Regions from separate parts of the Ovis aries genome. Here region 1 is linked to region 2. Evidence: chromatin contacts called from public Hi-C data. All regions are on one chromosome and are shown on one strand. Each heading gives the region's core, a stretch centred on a gene start, on an enhancer-like site or on the middle of the called end of the contact. The rest is flanking DNA. Distances are from core to core; before and after follow the strand shown.

Region 1 (5,976 bases), core at 1,613-4,112, 980 kb after region 2:
TGACCTTATGAGTGACTGTAGCCTGCCAGGCTCCTCTGTCCATGGGATTCTCCAGCAAGAATACTGGAGTGGTTTGTGGGATGCCGTGTCCTCCTCCAGGGAATCTTTCCGACCCAGGGATCGAACCTGGGTCTCCTGAATTGCAGGCAGGTTCTTTACCACTGAGCCACCAGGGAAATCCAAGTGCTTAACTGATGTACTGTACTTTTATAATTTGGGCATAGTGGTTTTCCAGTGGCTGAACGTCTCAGAGATATTCCAGGACTGAACTGAAGTATTCAATTGAAGGCAATGTTGGTTTAGCCAAAAATGTTCCTGGGGTATTTGGAGTCCCATCAAAATGTCTTCATAATGGAGCAAGGTTTTCGGCACATCAATTTTAATGTAAATCCCTTTGTTTTATAGATCACAAAATAAAGGCCAATAGAGACATGATTTGCACAAGATCACATAGGCAATTGCAGGAAGATAGCAATTTGAATACAAGTGCCCCAAATGCTAGTTTGAATTTATTCCCCTCATAGCAAGTTGCATTTTTTTTTCCTTTCAAACTTTTTTCCCTTTTTTTTTTCCTTTCCGTACTTCCTGTATAATCTTCAAAATAAAGGAGGGACAAGAGATGTACAAGTTAATATTTCAACATTAGGGATGAGAGATTTATTCAAGCATGTAGTGCTGATTGATTGAGAAATACACACCAGTCTTTGAGAATCTGTATCAATAAAAAAAAGATGTCTTTATGACATATTCTTGCAATCAGTTTGAAGTAATAAACATCCCCTGGGTTTGTTTTATTTCTATTTTATCCTAGCAACAATTAACCCATTAGTTAAGAGAACAGACTCTGGATCCAGACAGATAAGGACTAAATCCTGGCTCCTCTCCTTACCAGCTATGTGACTTTGATCGTGTTATTACATTTCTGAACCTCCCTCTTTAGGATAGAAATTATTAAGATATAAAATTCACAAGGTTTATAGGGATATAATATTAAATGCCATTTGTATTTCATCACAAATAGCTTGGCTCATAATAAACTCATTGACCTGTAGTTATTGTTGTTGCTGCCATCGCTGTTATATTGTATTCTTTCAGTTAATAATTCAGGGCACCCAGGGAGATGCTCCGCCTAAAAATAAAGCGACGTTGAATCCTTTTGCCTGGGCATGAGGAAGTCTCACTCCTTTTATGTCATTTTGTTATTAATTGTGTGATTGGGTCAACATATTCCTGTCTGGCCCTCGTTGCCCCATATTTCAGAGTCTTTTCTATTTCATGGGATGAAGATCTGCTCCCCACCAGTCTTAAACAAAGGGTGGGTATTACAGGTTTAGGTCATTCAAACCTTCATAGGTAGTCTCTTCTCTAGATTCAGCTTGTTCCAGGGCTCAAAATACATCAAGAAATCTGCGTTTTTCTCAGCACTGCTGAAATCTGTTCTTCTCAACATTCACTTCATTCCCAAATTCCACATGGCGGCAATATAGTTGACAACAGGTCCAGACCTAAATGCCTTCAGCTTCAATTTCAGTGAAAAGAGATCACTTCTTCTCCCTAAACAGATCCAACAAAATAGCTTGGCCTGATTCTCATAGGCACAGATTAACTCACATACCCATCTTGACCCAATCCCTGTGGACAGGAGGAGGGAGCACAATGCTTAATTTAACCTTGGGTCCTATGCCATGACTGAAGATGGAGGGAAGATAGTCCTGTTCGTATAACCAACGGTCAAGAAGTGGATAGCATACTTTTATTATCTCATGGTTTTACGATATTAGAAGTTCAGGCACTGCATAAACATTAATTAGTTCTCTGCTCAAAGTCTCACCAGGCTGAAAGCAAAGTGTCAGTCAGCCAGGCCTGTAGTCTCACCTGAGACTCAGAGTCCTCTTCCAAGTTCACGTGGTTGTTGATAGAATTCACATCCTTTTGGCCATGTGACGGAAGCCCCTGTTTTTTTGCTGGCTTTTGGCAGGGACCTCTCTCAGCTCTTAGAGGCCATCCTGAGGTCCTTCACACTTGGCCCCAGCCTCACAATAAGACAGTGTTCTTTGTCCTAAAGTCAGCAAGTATGTCTCTCTTTTTTTAATGGCTTCACCTTTTTGTAAATGACTCATCAGATTAGATCTGGTAACCCAGATAATCTCCTTTTGATCAACTCAAAGTTGACTGATTGTCAATCTATTATAATTACCATTGTATCCCATTGGTTTTTGTTACACATAGAATGTATACAGGGGCAGAAGTTTTTGTGCCATCTTGGAATTCTGTCCAACCAAAGGACAATGGGAGTTTGGTTTAAAAAAGGAGATTAAATATTAGGTAACCAGGAAAACAAAATCCTTCATTCCCTTAAAAACAAACAAACAAACAAACAAAAAACAACAGCAACAACAACAAAAAAAAGCTCTGGGATTGGCCCAGATTATCTCTAACATCACTTTCGATTCATGCTTAATTTTTTGAATCAAATATAGAATCTAAATATTTCCAATGCAGTTGGGGGAGTTAGCAGTAACTTTGTATGAAAGTCACTAGAAACAAAGAGCAAATTCTTTAAAAATGTCATCTTACTGAGTGTTTTCTAAGCAATTTCTGCAATCCTCCCCCTTTGGGGGGCATCTCTTGCCTACCCCATTAATATTTTCTGACTTGCTGTTGACAGCTCATTTTTTACAAGACTGGAAGGACACAGTCTAATCTAAGACCCAAGGGGGTTGAAGGAGCCTTCCTGGAATATGGCCCTGACCCAGCAAGCGAGTCACCTTCTCCAAATTCTTCGAGCTTGAGCTATGGTTTATCTCTAGCCCCTTGTTTTTGGCAGTGGAGAAGGAGGATGTGGTCAGGATCGCAAAGGCATTACTCAGAGCCAATTTGGTTCAGAGGAAAGAACAAGGACTGAGATCTGTTTCTGCATGGCTCCATTTCTGTCTGCAAATGATTCCCAGAGGACTGCCTTCAGGAACTAAGCCTTAGTTAGGAGCTGACTGACCAGCAAGATTTGAACACAGATCTCACAGTCCTGGCCTTTCCCCATGAGTAAGCGGAAAAGAAGATGTGGGAGAGCAAACCACCTCTTCCTTGGGAGCAAAGTTCAGTACAATGTCTCAGGTTCACTGGACCAAAGTTTCATAAGCGATGGAGCATCTACCTGAGTTGGAACAGCATCTATGTCCTCTGTATGCTGACTGCACACAGTGGGGGACCAGAGAAGGCCTCTGTCATGGAGGAGCTAACAACCAACTGGCTGAGATTCATGACTGTGTTTGGACAATTCCAGCGAAATGTAAAATATTATTGCAGAAGGAAATGCAAGGCATAGCCTTTAATAGGAACCAGGTAAAGGAACCAGGGAAGGCTTTCTAAAGAAAGGTAGTGCCTGAGTTGAGCTTAAGGAATAGACAGGTGTTAGCTAGGTCAGAAAGGCACTCTGAGATGAGCAAAGCAGCACAAGAAAAGGGTCTGTTGTGTAAACATCCAAGTGAATACAGAGAAAAATACAAGTAGGTTGATAGCATTGGGATATGAAGGTGGTTATGGCAGGAGAGAGGTGAACATGTGGAAAGAGCTGATATATACAAGTGAATGTGGGAAGGCCAGGAGAATCAAGTCTGAGTCTTATGTGCCACATTAAGAGCTTGGTCTTTGTCTTTTGGATTATAGAGTATCCCTTCCAGGTTTTGAGCAGAGCTGATATTTGTTTGTTTTGAATTCTTCTGTCTGTGGTGTATGGAACACATTTTAACAGTACGCAATTGTGGATATAAAGCTCTTGGTTCTTGACTATTGCGATGGTTCACATGAAAGATGGTGAATGTCTAAGCTACAGCATTGAGACTGGCGAAAAATAGGTTGGAGAGTATTTAGGGCGTAATATCTGCAAGATTGGTGATAGATTGGCTGTCATGTCTAATGGAGAAAAGAGCATCAATAACAACACCCCACTGACTTGCTAAAACGTTTCCTTTCGTGTATGTGACTCAGAGTCAAGTTCCACCAACACTTACTGAGCACTTATTATATCTCCAGCCTGTTTTAAACCCTTAAGTATACATTATCAATGTTACTTCCCAACAGATAACTCTATGGGACAACTGATAAGATAATGGAACCTTGAAGAAAGAACCAGCTTGTTTAAGATTAGCTAATAGAAGAGATAGAAGTAGTTTGTATTTGTTTCATAGAATAGATGGACTTTACTTGATGCTAGACCGCTGAAATGAGGCTTGTATAAACTCAAAAGGTATGCTTAGATTTGTTCCAAAGAGAAGCATAGGGGCATTAAAATGGTAGCTCTTATAGACCATTATCTTTGTGTCACCAGCTTGATTGGTTAAGTTTAGAGGCCTCCAGACCATTGTTTTTCCACTTTATCAACACATGGACATTACCTAGGTAGCTTTAAAAAACACTGCTCCCTATGCTCCATTCCGAAAGACTCTGATTGAGTTGTTTGGGGGTACAGCCTAGACATCGGGATATTTAAGATCTGCAGGTTATTATCACTTATAGCCAAGCCTGAGACTCGTAAGCCATGCTGCAAAACACGCAGCAAACGATCTTCTGCATTGAACTCCGTTCCTGACCCTGTCTCCCTTCTTCTGTCTTAGACGCTCTGACTCACGTGAGCCTCCTTCCCAGCAGAGCCCTCTCCCCCGCTGCAGCCTCCCCTCTGCTGGTGGTCCCATGCTCTCGGCCCAGATGGATCTGCTACCTAATTGCCTGCTTATTTGTCAAGTGGTTGTCCCCAGCAGATGTTCCCATGTGGGAATGTGAGGGCCAGCATCTGTACACAAACAGCTGATTGCGTCATGGTCTGCTTTTGATCTAGTCCTGATGGGGCACCTCCCAGGCCATGGATGATCCTCCAGAACTGACCTGAGCATGACTTTTCTGATCCCCTCTTTCCATCCCCACCCTTTCCATCCTTAGTGGCTTTAGAAGCTCTGCGTGTGCATTTTCAGATCTCTCTCCCTCCACCTTCTCCTTTCCTCCCCCAGTCCCTTCCTTCTTGCTCTTCTCCTCTTCCTCCTCCTTCTTCCTTCTGCTATTGGTGTTTCTCTTTGAATAACAATACTCAGCAGGAACCTCAGTGTCTTCATGGTACCAGTATGCTAGCTGAGACCCAGAAGGGGAAAAGGAAATTGGTTAGGACTAGAATATAGCCATTCAGGGACAAAGTTGACTTTTAGTTCTTTTATCTTCTGCCTTCCTTCATTATCACGTACTCATGACTATACTCAGACTCTCAGAAATATCCATGAGTTTGATGGCTGGTCCGAAAACCCCCTAGCTGTGTGGCTTTCAACAAGTTACTTCACCTAAAGAGAGTGATCATTTGCAAGACAGTGATCACGTATGACTCTCTGCATCATTTAAAATATATCATTAGTAACTTTTAAAAATACTGTGCATGAAGTACATAGCACCATATATAAAGAGTCATTTAAAAGTATGAAAACATGATGGAAAATGGATAATGATGATGAAGTGCGCTTGCATATCTATTAGATCCTTTCATGTTTTAATCCCTGTTACTGTTGCATGTTAGAAGAGTTCCCTTGGTCAAGTTAATTTATTTCTTTAAGTCTCCATTCCTTCATCTTAAAAATTAGGATGTAAGTAATGTTAACTTCACAGGGTTATAATATTTAGTGCTTATTACAACAGCCTGGCACCTAGTGAGCTTTTGAGATAACTGTGAAAGTTAGAGATGATGAGAAGAAAGAAGGAAAAGGGAAAAGAAGAAAAGGACCGCAACATTTTCTGTCATTCAGAGAGAGCATGAGGAGTCAGAACACTTAATTTTTAATCTTAGCTCTGAAAACCAAATTGCTACGTGATTGCTGATAAACTCCTCTTTTTGTCTATGCTTCAAAGATCTGAGGAAGGGGAGATGGTCTTTGAGCATTCTTTCAGACTGTGATCTTCTGTGTCTTAGCAAAGTTTTCTGCTTACCCTTCACTTCTCTCA
Region 2 (6,118 bases), core at 1,521-4,020:
CTTTGCTCAGGGTATCTCAAATGCGGGCAGCGTGCCCTCTGTAAAGCTGCAGGAAGCTCACCCTCAAGGTTTGGAACACAGCTGAGGGGGGTTGAGGTGAAGTGGGAGGCAGAAAGGGGACAGTTATGAGCAGACCTGGGCCATGGAGCTGGCCTCAGAGTGCCTTGGTCATTGCACGTGTGTACAAAGGTTCTCCTAGTCCAGAAAGGCCACATCCCCTCTCCCTTCCATCTGCCTCTGCAAACAAGGCCCCTGGACTACCTGCCTATTTTGCAAACAACATTCTATTGCAATACTACCTACATCCATTCATTCCCATTTTGTCTACGGCTGTTTTCACACTACAACAGCAATGTCAAGTATTTGCAACAGAGACTGGATGGCTCACATGAAAATATTTTCTATCTGACCCTTTGCAGTAAAAAAAAATTGCTGATGCCTCATCTGACCGAGACTTCTCCATCCTTCGGAGCAAAACTTAAATTCACCTCCTCCAGGAAGCTCTCCCTGACCTTCCTGGTTCTCACTGAGGGTACTCATCTCCCATATTGCAGTGCCACTTATTATCCACTAATTATTACTCTCATATTTCCCCTCTTGCTTCCCTGGTGGCTCAGAGGTTAAAGCGTCTGCCTCCAATGTGGGAGACGCGGGTTTGATCCCTGGGTCGGGAAGATCCCTTGGAGAAGGAAATGGCAATCCACTCCAGTCTTCTTGCCTGGAGAATCCCATGGACGGAGAAGCCTAGTAGGTTACAGTCCATGGGGTCGCAAAGAGTCGGACACGACTGAGCGACTTCACCTTCGCATGAGTACTTTTAAAAAGGTTTCTCTAAGTACATTGTACCACTCTTGTGGGCAGGGACCACATTTTAAACTTTCTGTCAAGCTGTGTTAAATAGCAGTTAGCAGAGTAGAAGTCTATGTGTTTTGTAGAGAGACATGCCTGGTATCAAGTCTTGCTCTTTCCCTTGCAAGTGTCATGACTTGGGACAAGTCACCGTGTCTCTCGGAGCCTCCCTTCTCATCTGTAGTCTAGCTGGATGACACAAGCACACCCCATCCAGATTACTGGCAGATCCAAAGAAACAAAACCTACAAAAGTCAAAACAAAACAGCGCACTGTTGCTGTGGGGAATGGAAACTAATAGTAATTGACTTACGCTACTGGGTATCTTGCTTTGGCAATGTGTAAATTTAAAATTTTCTCCCATGAGATAGTTAGGGAGTTTGGGATGGACATGTGCTCAGTGAAGTCAAATGGATAACCAATAAGGACCTACTGGACAGCACAGGACACTCTGCTCAGCGTTATATGGCGACCTGGGTGGGAGGGGAGTTTGGGGGAGAATGGATACCTATATATGTATGACTGAGTTCCTTTGCTATCCACCTGAAGCTATCACAACATTGTTAATTGGCTATCCTCCAATATAAAACAAAAAGTATTTTTTAATTAAAAAAATTTTTCTTCTCCTATGGATGTCTAGGAGGGAAAAAAATTCCATTATTCAAGTATTTTGAGAAACACTGCATGTAGCTGCCCCCTTTCTCAGAAATTCATAAGATGAATTCTCATATTAAAAGCTCTGTGGGAAATAAATCTGTTTAACTTTATTTAACCCTGTGTTTTGCAAATTTATTTGGCCACACCTTGAGATAACTATTCATGCCTCATGAGAGGTAAGCTCTGAAAATATACTTTCAGCTGATTGGGCCAAGTGGTCCTTGGGTCTCCAGCAAGCCTGTCATACTGAGTTTGCAGAAATAACTTCTGCTTATCAATCTCCTCTTTAATCAACTGGAAGAAGGAAGGCAATGAAAACCCACATTTTTGTATAAAAATAGTGCCATTTAGATCTGTTTGTTCTATAAGTCAACAAGTAGTCCACACACATGCCCCCATGTCCCAGGGATATTTGCCACAGAGGCCACTGGAGAGTTCTGCATTTGGGGGTGTGTGTGTGTGTGTGTGTGTGTTTGCACTAGTGCCCACATGGGCCTGTGGCTCCTTCCTCCTCCTGCCAAGGTTCTTAGAATCACCTACCAGAGGCATTGCAAGTCCTGGTACATCCATAACTTCCTTTTCTTCCACTAAGTGAAGACCTCTCACAAGTCCCCCTTTGACCTCCTTGGATTCAATCCCCTGGAAAAGTGTCCCTTTTCGCTTTGCACAGTTGACCCCCACCCCCCCTCTTTCTGGAACTGGAACCCTTGGGTCTCAACCGTGGGTCTCTGTGGAAGGGGGAAATTGAGGCCTTGGGGAATTACTTGGAGGATGGTGAGGGGGGTGGTGTGCATGAAATCACTGGGTAGGTGTGGGTTTGAGGTTCTAAACTGGTGACTATGAATTGAGAGCAGCTGGTACTTCGGCCGGCGGGGGCCCGCACACTTTGCAGTCTCTTTCGATGGGGCTGTGACCCGAGGAGGCTGCCAAGGGAGTCTTCCCTACCGCCTGCCCAGGCCGCCGCTGCTGTGCATGCACTGCCTCAGGACCCTGAACGACACCCTCTTTCTTCTCAAAAGCATCTTGCTTGGCATCAGAAATGATATTGTCATCTCAGCCTTTGTTAAAGAGCTTGGAAAGTCCTTAGGAAGAGCCAGAAAGGGAAGAGGAAGCCCCGGTCGCGAGTGTGTGGGGGCCGGGTGTGTGTGGGGTCCACGGCCGACAGAGGGCGCTCCCACACCACGCAACGCTGACGGCCAGGCTCCCGCCGGCCGGGGAGAGAGGGGGCCGGCTGACCTTTCTCGGGTTGCCAGAGCAGCGGAGGTGTCAGCTGAGAACGGTCACAGCCTGGGGAGGAGAGGGGAGGGAGCGAGGGAGGCTGGGGCACCCGAAGGGGAGGAAGAGCCGGCGGAGAAACACAGGCACGCATTTCACGGAGACCGGGACTCAGGAGACAGGCAGCTTACGCCTGCGCGCCTACAAACGGCACGTGCAGTAAACACCACACAGACACAGCGCACAGCCCAGGTTTTGTTTTCTTTTTTCTAAATCACACAGGATGCAGAACCACAACATGAATGCAATCCATAGTACGCAGATACACACAACATGGCCCCCTCGCCCAGCTAAGCCACAACAAAGACAACACACAGACACACACGTGTAAACACATCTCCCCCAGGCAGATTCAGCCATGTACCATATGCAAAAGGCAGATAACGAAGACCCGCATGGTAAGCACGCATGCACACACAGAGACACACAGCCTGGGGATAGCCCACCACCGCAACAGACATCCTCAGAGACGCATCACAGACAAGCAACAGAAGCACGCGTGATGCGTAAACATGGCCAGCTCCCCACAGGCGGACTGTAAAGACATATGTTACGTACCATATGCCACGCCGATCCACCCAGCGCAGACAGGCGTGCCGATCACACGAGGTGTCATCCGCTTGCAGAGCACACAGCACACACAGCTCACACTCACTGTGTGGGCACAGGTCCACAGGCATCAGAAGCACTCGGAGTTCAGTAAATGTTTCTATAAGAGAAAAGAGAAGGAGGCCAGAAACGGGGTAAGAGAAGAGGACGAGGGTTGAGAAAGAGGGAAGAAAGGACAGGGAGATGAGAGAGGAGGGCCAGAGACCAGGTCTGGGGCTCCACTCGCCTCTCCTCCTCCCCACTCCTCACCCGTCACTGGAGCAGAGAGCAAGCCAGCTTCTGGTGGGGACCCTGGGGGAGGCCACACCGACTTGGTGGCTACAGCTGGGATGGATGGTGGCCCCTGTGAACGTGAGCCACCAGCGTGGGGGCAGGGTCAGAGGCACCACACCACAGCTCCGTCTCCCTGGGGCCCTGCAGCTCCAGGGAGACCTGCCCCGACCCACGCCATCTCATTTAATCCTGATCTATGAGCTGTGTACAGTCCACAGTCTGACTGGCCCCTGGCCCCAGGATCACCAAGAAACGATTACCAGACTCAGGGTAGATTTCATTCTCCCCTCTGAAAGTGCACTTTTTTCAAAATAAAAACAGACAACTTGAGCAATCCTATCAGGGGCTGTCCCTCCAGAGAGGACAGGGCAGATCAGGATGGTAAAGGGCTCCTACAAGCTTGCTTATCACATAGGAAAGTATAAGCCTCTTCTTGGAAGCGTGGGGTTTCCAGTGAAGCAGCTTCAGAGCAGCAGACCCTCTCGAGCAGCCATCCTCGTTTTGGCCAGGGCAGGGCCCCAGGATATAGAAACAGGAGACGCAAAACCTGTCTTCCAAAATGTACAGCATAAGGGGGGATAGACAGCATCTTCGACTCAATGGACACGAGTCTGAGCAAACTTGGGAGAGACAGTGAAGGACAGGGAAGCCTGGCGTGCTGCAGTCCACGGGGTCGTGAAGAGTCGTAGGTGACTGACCGAACAACAGCAGGATAGAGACACAGAATGGTAAGTGAACAAAGGGTTAAGTGAACGTATAGAAGAATGTATAGAATTTAGTTCCTTTTATATTGATTAGGAAAAAAGAGGGCAAAGGGGTGAACATTAATTGAAAATCTACCACACACACTGTGCTGGGTACTGTGCATCCATTATCTTGTTTACAGCTCATAAAACAAACTCTGGAAAACAGGGCTTAGCAGCTCCATGTTACGGATGAAGAAACCAAGGCTGCAGATGTAAAGCTGCCTGCACAAAGCTGCACAGTGAGAGGTCTGGATTCAAACCCGTCAGCTTGACTTCAAGCACTACCTCTACTTCACTGTGTGGTAATAATTATTTCCCCTGGCTTTTCAGATCTCTAGTGAGAGTCAGCAGAAAGGGGAGAGAGACGGTCTCAGCAAAGTAACTCTGAGTTAGCTGGCCTGAGGGCATACTTTACATTCTCCCAACAGCAAGAGGGAATCTTGGGTGATAAAGTTGCTGGTCGTTCTGCAAGAGCCTATGTCCTCCAGTTTCTGGGCCTGACATCAGGTCCCTGACTTGGGTGCTGATATGTGGTTCCCATGTTCCTGATGAGACCCACCATCCTTGTGTGCTTCAGCCTTTGGCTCCGTCAGGATTCTGCCTGCTGTTTGAAGTGGGTGTTAGGGATGGATCTCTAGCTTCCCAGATTTCTCTAGTGGTCTGCAGAGCCTCCTGATGAGGATGAAAGAGGAGAGTGAAAAAGCTGGCTTGAAACACAACATTAAAAAACTAAGATCATGGCATTGGGTCCCATCACTTCATGGCAAACAGGAGAGGGAAAAATGGAAGCAGTGATAGATTTTATTTTCTTGGGCTCCCAAATCACTGTGGATGTTGACTGCAGCCATGAATTTCAGACACTTCCTCCTTGGAAGAAAAGCTATGACAGACCTAGACAGCATATTAAAAAGCAAAGGCATCACTTTGCCAACAAAAGTCCCTATGTCAAAGCTATGGCTTTTCCAGTAGTCATGTATGGATGTGAGAGTTGGACCACAAAGAAGGCTGAGTGTCAAAAAATGGATGCTTTCAAATTGTGGTGTTGGAGACGACTCTTGAGAGTCCCTTGGACAGCAAGGAGATCAAACCAGTCAATCCTAAAAGAAATTAACCCTCAATATTCAATGGAAGGCATGATGCTGAAGCTGATGCTCCAGTATTTTGGCCTCCTGATGCAAAGAGCCAACTCATTGGAAAAGACCCTGATGCTGGGAAAGATTGAAGGCAGGAGGAGAAGGGGATGGTAGAGGATGAGATGCTTGGATGGCCTCACCAATTCAGTGGAGATGACTCTGAGCAGACTCTGGGGGATAGTGAAGGACAGGGAAGCATGACATGCTGCAGTCCATGGGATCGCAGAGTTGGACACAACTTAGCAACTGAACAACAGCAACGACTGTAGATCCAGAAAGAAGAAATAGCAAGAGAACCAGGGAGCCCTGTGTGGCCTAAAGCTAAGGAGAGCTGAATCCTGTTTTCCAGTGCATGGTCTGGAGCTCATCTTTCTGTTCTCTAAGTGCCTGTTGTGGGTTATTGGATAACTGCAGGGGTGGAAGGAACATTTGGGATCATCTAGTGATGGACACAGAGAAGGCGATGGCACCCCCACTCCACTGCTCTTGCCTGGAAAATCCCATGGGTGGAGGAGCCTGGTAGGCTATAGTCCATGGGGTTGCGAAGAGTCTGACTGAGCGACTTCACCTTCACTT

Evidence for each region. A called contact is a pair of places that touch in the nucleus more often than the background predicts.
Region 1: a contact with region 2 is called in a Hi-C map of mixed tissues, with 4 times the contacts expected there. The contact joins two enhancer-like sites. A contact is called at or near these places in 7 of 16 Hi-C or Micro-C datasets (blood, hypothalamus, liver and 3 more).

What each region holds. Positions count from the first base shown.
Region 1 is chr2:8,158,264-8,164,239 of ARS-UI_Ramb_v3.0, forward strand. No RefSeq gene overlaps it. Among named protein-coding and RNA genes, the nearest start is that of TRNAS-GGA, 460 kb to the right of the region's middle. Within about 2 kb of position 2,863, at least 4 of the 54 cell types and tissues checked have an H3K27ac peak or open chromatin away from gene starts, as enhancers often do.
Region 2 is chr2:7,174,946-7,181,063 of ARS-UI_Ramb_v3.0, forward strand. All of the region lies in intron 18 of ASTN2 (astrotactin 2), which reads left to right. Among named protein-coding and RNA genes, the nearest start is that of TRIM32, 100 kb to the left of the region's middle. Within about 2 kb of position 2,771, at least 13 of the 54 cell types and tissues checked have an H3K27ac peak or open chromatin away from gene starts, as enhancers often do.